Regions from separate parts of the Mus musculus genome. Here region 1 is linked to region 2. A link is a contact called in public Micro-C data. All regions are on one chromosome and are shown on one strand. Each heading gives the region's core, a stretch centred on a gene start, on an enhancer-like site or on the middle of the called end of the contact. The rest is flanking DNA. Distances are from core to core; before and after follow the strand shown.

The links. A called contact is a pair of places that touch in the nucleus more often than the background predicts.
Region 1: a contact with region 2 is called in a Micro-C map of muscle stem cells, with 5 times the contacts expected there. The contact joins the enhancer-like site here to the promoter of Adamts9 in region 2. A contact is called at or near these places in 4 of 39 promoter capture datasets (the 3T3-L1 cell line, 3T3-L1-derived adipocytes and liver), 9 of 484 Hi-C or Micro-C datasets (the 3T3-L1 cell line, adipose-derived mesenchymal stem cells, embryonic fibroblasts and 4 more), 4 of 115 datasets of contacts at active chromatin or transcription factors (embryonic stem cells, extraembryonic endoderm stem cells and vascular smooth muscle cells) and 1 of 9 other capture datasets (adipose tissue).

What each region holds. Positions count from the first base shown.
Region 1 is chr6:93,024,834-93,028,753 of GRCm38.p6, reverse strand. The region is part of intron 1 of 9530026P05Rik (RIKEN cDNA 9530026P05 gene); the gene reads right to left. Among named protein-coding and RNA genes, the nearest start is that of Adamts9, 83 kb to the right of the region's middle. Within about 2 kb of position 2,128, at least 33 of the 459 cell types and tissues checked have an H3K27ac peak or open chromatin away from gene starts, as enhancers often do. A contact at or near this core is called in adipose tissue, adipose-derived mesenchymal stem cells and muscle stem cells, where this site is marked.
Region 2 is chr6:92,940,888-92,944,956 of GRCm38.p6, reverse strand. Adamts9 (a disintegrin-like and metallopeptidase (reprolysin type) with thrombospondin type 1 motif, 9) reads left to right here and starts at 1,423. Exons shown (of 40, transcript NM_175314.4): 1 at 1,423-1,916; 2 at 2,510-2,910. The coding sequence starts at 1,802. All of the region lies in intron 1 of 9530026P05Rik (RIKEN cDNA 9530026P05 gene), which reads right to left.

The DNA.
Region 1 (3,920 bases), core at 879-3,378, 83 kb before region 2:
GATTTACTTTGACAAAAGTTACACTAACGAAATGCAGAGCAAGGTAGTTATTCAAAATACACGGAATCAAATACAGCCAGAATCTCATTGAGTCATTTTAAATTAATCAGTTAAGTAAGTAATCAAGCAATTTTGTGCTGCTGGAAGTCAAACTTTGGGGCCCCCCTAGAGTGCTAAGTAAGCCACCTAGCACTGAGCTGCAGCCCTAGCCTTAGCCCCTTCTCCTCCCGTTCTTAAAGAATGTATGGTCTAGCATGTGCTCACTTTTAGTATATAACTTAGTCATTCCTGTATTCCTTTTTTGAAATGAGTAAACTAAACTAGGTAACCTGGGATCACACAGAAAAGGCAAAGCAAATTTTGACCATTGCTTCTTAGTCCCTGAATGTTAATTTATCCTACTTTGCGTGTGTGTGTGTGTGTGTGTGTGTGTGTCTTCACAAAGTGGAACTCACAAGAGTTAGCATTGTTCTTCTACTTTTGGAACCTCAATCTGAATGAAAGACTTCCAGCCAAGTAATCCTTAGGTGAGGTCTCTGATTGGACTAGCATTAGTCACATGCCAACATTGTCAGGGGTCAGAGTGCTATGACTGGACACTGTTATTTTCCAAAACAGAAAATATATTTGAAAAGCAAAATCTCTTAATCAAAAGCTTTACACAATTCCATGTACAATTAAAGCCATGGCTTAAAGTATACCTGGCAGATGATACCATCCAGTCAAAAAGATAATAGGCAAAAGGAACAAATTGCTTTCTTAGTCAATCCAGCCTATTGACAAGGCCCACTTGATTGGTGTACAGCATGTAGCGTAGAAAAAAAAAAGACAAAATGTGGCTATTGAGCCATAGTTTCTGTTTATATCCTGGGCTATGTCCCATTTGAGACAAAATGTTCACTCATAAATGTATCAATTGTCATAAGTAGTTCCCAATGCCCTCCCACCTTGCAGGTAGCTCTAATTTTCTATATTTAGTCATAAGTTTTGGATACAGATTCCTTGATAGCCAAGCAGGGGAAGAAAAGAGAAGCATTATATTCTGATTCAGTGTACGTGACTCTTTTTAAATTTGTGTTTGGTATTGCAGTGCTTGTAGGATCATAGATATTCTAGTTTCCCATGGGCATCACAGAGTGTCCATATTCTGGGCAGAGCCCAGCTTTATTGAAACAGAATCTCATATGAGGAAAATTTAAACAACAACAAAAACACCAAGTCATTGTTTAGTGAATATGATCTACATAAAAGAAACTGGAGTAAGAGTCCAATCTGGAGCTTTTGCTGGGCCAATGTATCTTTAAAGCAGCAAAAATTGCACCATTACCAAGCTCATTCATTAAGAGTAGATGCAGAGTTTTCTAGCCTTTGGCAATCCACATGCCTTTTGATAAACCTACACACATCACCCCAACTCTCAGACTTTTTGAAATTTCTATCTCTATGATAGAAGACCAACTTCTCCACTTTCTCCATTAATAGTTAATAAAGCATCCAATTTTCACATATAGCTCCTTGGCAAGAGTCGTTAAAATTTGCTTGTCCCAAGTGTGCAATTTTAAATGTTTTTTTTAATTTCACCAATTAAATCAAAACATTAACTATGCATTTATAACTCCCTATAATGGAGAGAGAATGTGCCTCCACGATACCCATACGAATGGTCCTCATTTACTAGAGACCTTCCTTTTCTCTAGACATTTGTTAGACATTATCTAACTTCTCCATGATGGTTTCTGAACCCAAGTCCTTCATGCACAGACAATACACAGTAAGGTTTCATAAAACTGGTTATGAAATTTGCGGGGTGATTACTTGTGGAATATAATACAAGGTCAGTGAACTAGAGTCTGATGATCCGTGTTGCTATGAATAAGCTGCTCACTGTGCGGCTCCACGGCTGCAAACCCAACTGCAGTGTGCCAGCCGGCTCCAGTGTACTTAAGCACTAATCCATATGTGGACAGATGAATAAATGGGGATGTGGGGAAGAAGATAGATGTGAAGCAATATTATTTTACATTCTTAATGAATTATGAAAATTGCCCAAGACCAGGGTGACTGAATTGCCCAGCCTCATTTTCTGCTCCTGCTGCATGGTATCATCAGCAGAGCAGGAAGTCCAAGCCAGCCAAGTATGCAGCATCAGGCCATCGGGATCCTAGCCAAGTGATTTCCCAGGCCAGCTTTTGAAAAGGAATAGCATTTCTTGACCCACAACGAATGGGAGTGAAGAACTAGAAACATCCAGAAGGGGCCATGTGAGGTCTTTTGCAACTTCAGGCTCCCTAGGAAAGGGTTTGTACCATTTTAAATACTGACTGTTTTTAAAATATTGGTGATGGGAATCACCCCAGAGCAGCTGCTGGACTGTTCTGAGTGTGCACAGACGAGGGGATCTCTCTCTGTTTGGACCAGTGGCAAATGTCTTCCCCTACAGCCTGTGGGATAGAAGTGTTTCATAACTGAGGGATGCTTCAGTTCATGCTAGAGACGTGTGACCACAAAACAACTGGAGAGGAGAGGACAAGTCAGAGCAAAGGGAGACTGGAGGATATTCAATTCACCACAGGCTCCTGGACCATGTGTTTTATGGCATGAAACACTCCAAGAGGAATGTGACATTAAAGGAAATAAAGGGATCTGTGACCAAATAATACTAGTGTGGAGAATTCTAATTGGGCTTTCTACTCAGAGAAGTTCAAATACTTGCAAGTAGTGGGAGGTTTATCTCCCAGACCATCCACACGTGGAATGGTACTGCTAATGTCTCTCTCTTCCCATTGATTTTCATTTAACCCCAGCACTGCCAAAGCTGGGCTTTCATAGCAGGGAATGTGTAAGAATTTGGTTCAATTCAAAGGCATCCTTTGCCTACCTTTTGTGCAGGGTAAATAGGTGCAGAATAGGACTAGAATAAAAAGAAGTATACTCTCTGCTGAAAGGTGGATGGAGTGGTCAGGAAGCTTAACAGAAAGGGAAATGCTTGCGCAGGGGTAAGCGTGCAATCACCCAGTGACACACACAGTCTTTTGAGAATGATGGGCAACCAGAGAAAATAAGACACAGACTGCCAATTTATTCTCATGGGGAATTTACAAAGAACCTGATGACACAAAGAAATGTTGAATTTAAAACAGAATCCTATTTGTTGAGGGAAAGGCACCCAGGGCCTCTCCAGGGAGAAGCCTTTTAAAGCTGTGTTTCCACCTACTAAACTGCAGATTTCTATCCAATTGCTTTCACCTCAGACATTGAATCCATGATTAATTAATTGATGTGGGGAATTTTTCATGCTGTACTTAGACCTAATTTATTCACTGAACTCAATTTATTTGGGAGCAAATGTGATGACAGAGACTTTAAAAATGCCTTCCTCCATCTCAGTTTCTAACCACCCTTCACCCTGCAGGGGGAATCAGCACTTTCAAGTGTGAATAGCAAAATCTGCCTAAATTTGGACTTGAAGAAATGAACATTCATTTATACATGTTTTGGGGGGTGTTATGAATGGCATTGTATATTTTCCTTTTTTATTAGGTATTTTTTTCATTTACATTTCAAATGCTATCCCAAAAGTCCCCCATACCCTCCCCCCACCCTGCTCCCCTTCCCACCCACTCCCACTTCTTAGCCCTGGTGTTTCCCTGTACTGAGGTATATAAAGTTTGCAAGACCAAGGGGCCTCTCTTCCCAATGATGGCAGACTAGGCCATCTTCTGCTACATATGCAGCCAGAGACACGAGCTCCGGGGGTACTGGTTAGTTCATATTGTTGTTCCACCTATAGGGTTTCAGACCCCTTTAGCTCCTTGGGTACTTTCACTAGCTCCTCCACTGGGGGCCCTACATCTTTAATATAGTTGCCATTTTAAAGAATGGTCCATGGCTTCACTAGCCTCATGTATTTGGCAGGCCTT
Region 2 (4,069 bases), core at 174-2,673:
ACAACATCTTTAGGAACTGGCAGACCTGCCAAGTCATTTTTCCGCTATCATCAGAACTGTATACATCATTGTTTCCAGGATGGGTGGCACTCCCAGCACACTGTTGGCTGGTCTCTACTGGCACTTTGATATTCTCAGTTCTGAGTGGCTGGCCAAGCAGCAGAGAACTCCGGTTCTAGGAAACTTGGGCGATTATAACTTTATTAGTCATATCAGTTACTGAAAATGCCCTTTCCTTTCCCTTTGAATTGGCGCATCCTCTCCTCTGAGAGCTAAGGAAGAAAGGTGCTTTTTTTAACTATCCATGATTTAACAATCTTCCCTCTTTACTTCCTCCCCCTTCTCCCTCTGTTCCTTTCTCCTTTTCTAGAGTTCTGACTTCCAAATGTCTATCTTCAACCCGAGGGAGATGATGGATAACTTGAACTATCTGCTTGGAGCCACTTCCCTGCTTGCATCCTCTCTAATTCTGAGAGCAAGCGGAAGTGACTGGAAATCCCTGGAGGTTCGAGTGCCTTCCCCGGGACCTATGGCCTCACAGTCCTTCCCTACTCCCTTCCCCTCAAATGTCGGGCAGAGTTGGGGGCTTCCAAGTCCCCACCCTCTCTAACCGCACAGTAAGCGTCTTAACCTTTTTTTGGGGGGGGGGGGGCTACAGAAACCTGTAGAGCTCTCGCCACAGGGACAGAGGTCCCGGGAAGACCCGGGTTTAAACAGTTGCGAAACTTTCAGAGAACTGCGGATCAGAAACACAACTAGAACTACTGGACTGAAATAGATCCCTGCCTTTAAAACTCTTGACTTGGGGCAATTAAGTAGAGTGGAGCTCAGGTGACAAATCTGGTTCATAGTGATCAAGTGTAGGACTAGGACGGCGCAAGGCTACTTTTTTTTTTTTTTTTCCTCTTGTAAGGAATGCCAAGTTGGGTGATGGAAAGAGACGGGGGCAGAATGAAGAGGACAGGCAGATACGGAGAAGTGGAGATGGCTCAGTAGAAAGCGGAGAAGGAAGAGACCATCAGAGAAAAGGGACATGGGCCCAAAGAGACCTACACCAAGACCTGGCGAGAGAGAGATTCCAAACCGGAGACCAAAGTAGGAAAGGGGAATCGGAGTGGGTGGCTGAGCGCCACCTCAGAGAGAGAGAACTTTCTCTGCTCTCCCTCCTTCTCAGGGAATCTCTGCTAACCCCACCTCGGGGAGGTGACGCGGACGGCCACCGATTGCTCCGGCACTGCCGGCGCCTCTGGCCTCCGCCTCCGGCAGCTGGAGGGGCCTAAAGCGGTGAGTCCTGGCACCCGCGGCCGAGGAGGGGACAGGATCTACAAGGAGGCGGGCCGCCTGCCCCGTTTTCTCCTCCCCTCTCCTCCTCCTGGAGGCGTGCACCTAGGGTATTTGAGCGCCCGCGGGGGCCCCCGCCCCCTGGCCCCCCATTCAAGAAGCGGCTCGGCTAACTCAGCCAGCAAAGGGCGCCCGGCGCGCCTCGGAGCGCACGTTCCGCGCCTTCTCCTGCCCGCAGGCTGGACATTATGCGGCCGAGCCGCCGAGCCCTAGTCCTCCGCCTCCTTCTCCTCCTCCTGCGGCCCGAGCGCCTCAGCTCACGGCAGGCGGCAGCGTTGCTCAGCGGAGCGCAGACGGGACCCTCTCTGCAGGACCTCAGCGACTCCTAAAGTCAAAAAGTTGGCGGCAGGGCGCCGGGGTTCCGCGCGCTCTCCAAGGCTGCTGCCTCGCGTCGCCGCCAGCCACCAAAGCCGGCAGGAGGGAGGGGGTGGGAGAAGCGGGGGGAGGGGTGAGGAGCACCATGCAGTTAGTATCCTGGGCCACACTGCTAACGCTCCTGGTGCCGGACCTGGTTGAGATGAGGAGCCCTGACTCCGCGGCGGCCGTGCGCAAGGACAGGCTGCACCCGAGGCAAGGTAACATGGCTCTGAACCCTGAAGCCCCCCCCCCACGCCCCCACACACTCCATCGCCACCTTCTTGAACACGCTCTGGGGCGGGCACCCCGCAGTAGAGGCCTCTCTCCTTTTCCTAGAAAGAATTACCTCTCCTTTCGGAACCTCTCCCTTCTCTGGGTCATCCTTAGTCAACTATTAGGGAAGGAAGCACTGCAAGAATTTTAGGGCCACCCCCACCCCCAGTCCTTTTTACCTGACTTTTTTTACCCTCCTTATCCCTTGACCCAAACCAGTCCTAATTAATAGCTTGGATCACCAGATAGCACACATTTTATTTTATTTAGGATATTTATCAGAATCTGTAATTATTTTATGTTTTTATATTTGTTCATTGTCTGACTTCAAATGCTGTAGTCTCGGCCCCTCACCTAGTTCTCGGCTGTTACTATTACAGTAGGCGCTCAACAAATATTTATCCAGTGGTGGAGCGTGAAGGAATTGACTCGAAGTGGCTGCGAAATAAATTAGGACAAAGCCCCCCATCTTCTTTTTAAATTAAAGCTTTCGGGGGAAATGACTGATTAGCTCACTTGCCTCTGTTTCTCCCTGCAGTGAAATTATTAGAGAGTCTGAGCGAATATGAGATCGCGTCTCCCATCCGAGTGAACCCCCTCGGGGAACCCTTTCCCACGAACGTGCACTTCAAAAGAAGGCGGCGAAGCATTAACTCTGCCTCTGACCCCTGGCCTGCCTTCGCCTCCTCTTCGTCTTCCTCTACCTCTTCCCAGGAGCACTACCGCCTCTCAGCCTTCGGCCAGCAGTTTCTATTTAATCTCACCGCCCATACCGGATTTATCGCTCCACTGTTCACTGTCACCCTCCTTGGAGAGCCAGGGGTAAACCAGACCAAGCTGTATTCCGAGGAGGAAATGGAACTTAGGCACTGTTTCTACAAAGGCCATGTCAATACCAAGTCCGAGCACACTGCGGTCATCAGCCTGTGCTCCGGAATGGTAAGTGGGCGCGTGCCCCTTCCCTCCTCCCCGCCTCCTCGTCTGCTTTTTTAAGACTTAATTGCACCCTAGTCTGAACCTACCGAGTCTATGCTCTGGCGTTAAATATCAACCCTGGCTTAGTTCTCGGGAATTGGGGGTCCACCAGCATAGTGTGTGCTCTTACACTCGAGAAGAGAAGAGTGTACACATCTGTCCCCCAGAGGGTCGTGTATCATTTGGAGCTGTCTTAGATCGGATGGATTGGGTTTGCTGTAAGCAGCCCAACTCTGCAGAGTAGGTTGCATGTCGGTTTACAAACTCAGAGAAAGTTGCTGGGTTGTGGTTTCTTGTAGCAAACTTGGCCGCTCTGGGGCTGTGCAGCTGAGCGCAGGGCGGACTCAACTCCTCATTGGCGCGTCCTGAGTCAGGGTTGTAAACTGACAATCCCTGGACACCCCTACTGGAGTGCTGGGATATCTCATGTTGTGGACGCGGCTATACTACAGTGTCCCCGCGTTCTTTCCTCTCGGAGCCTTTTATCACGTGCAAGGAATTTTGAAACTGAACCAGATTGACAGGGAAGCGGATCCTGTCCGGGGAAAGGAAGGGTGGGCCAAATACTCTGAGAGCCGAGAGTGAAGGCGGAGCCTGTCTCTAAGGCGGTGTTTAGGGTTGGAAGGTGGCGGCGGGGGAGGGGTGGTGCACTGCAGTCCGACTCTGCACCCTGCTGGCGTGGTGACTGGAGGCGCTAGAGTAATGGGAGAGAGCCTGGAGAGGTAGCCTTAAAAAGAACCCTATTCTAGAACCTGTGGCTGTTTCAAAATATAGGAATAGAAATGTATAGCTCATGTTTCTCTAAGAAGGTTGGGAGGACGGATACCACCCAGTGCTGTCAAGTAGGCATTTAGTACGAGATCCAAGTTGGTACCTCCACCTCTTCTTCCTGACCCCTTCATTACCCTCCATTACCCTCCATTGGGGCTAATAAGGTATCGGTCCCCAGCTCCTACGACAGTCGAGAGTCATGTACAATTCTGGACCCAACTAGGGTGGTCCTTCACTTTCCCAAGCGACGTGCGTTTCTACCACGCGCGTATGACGCAGAAACTTTCCCGCGGCTGGCTCTCCCAGCTCACTGCACCGCGCCTTACGCACAATTGGCTATTAAAAGTCTGTG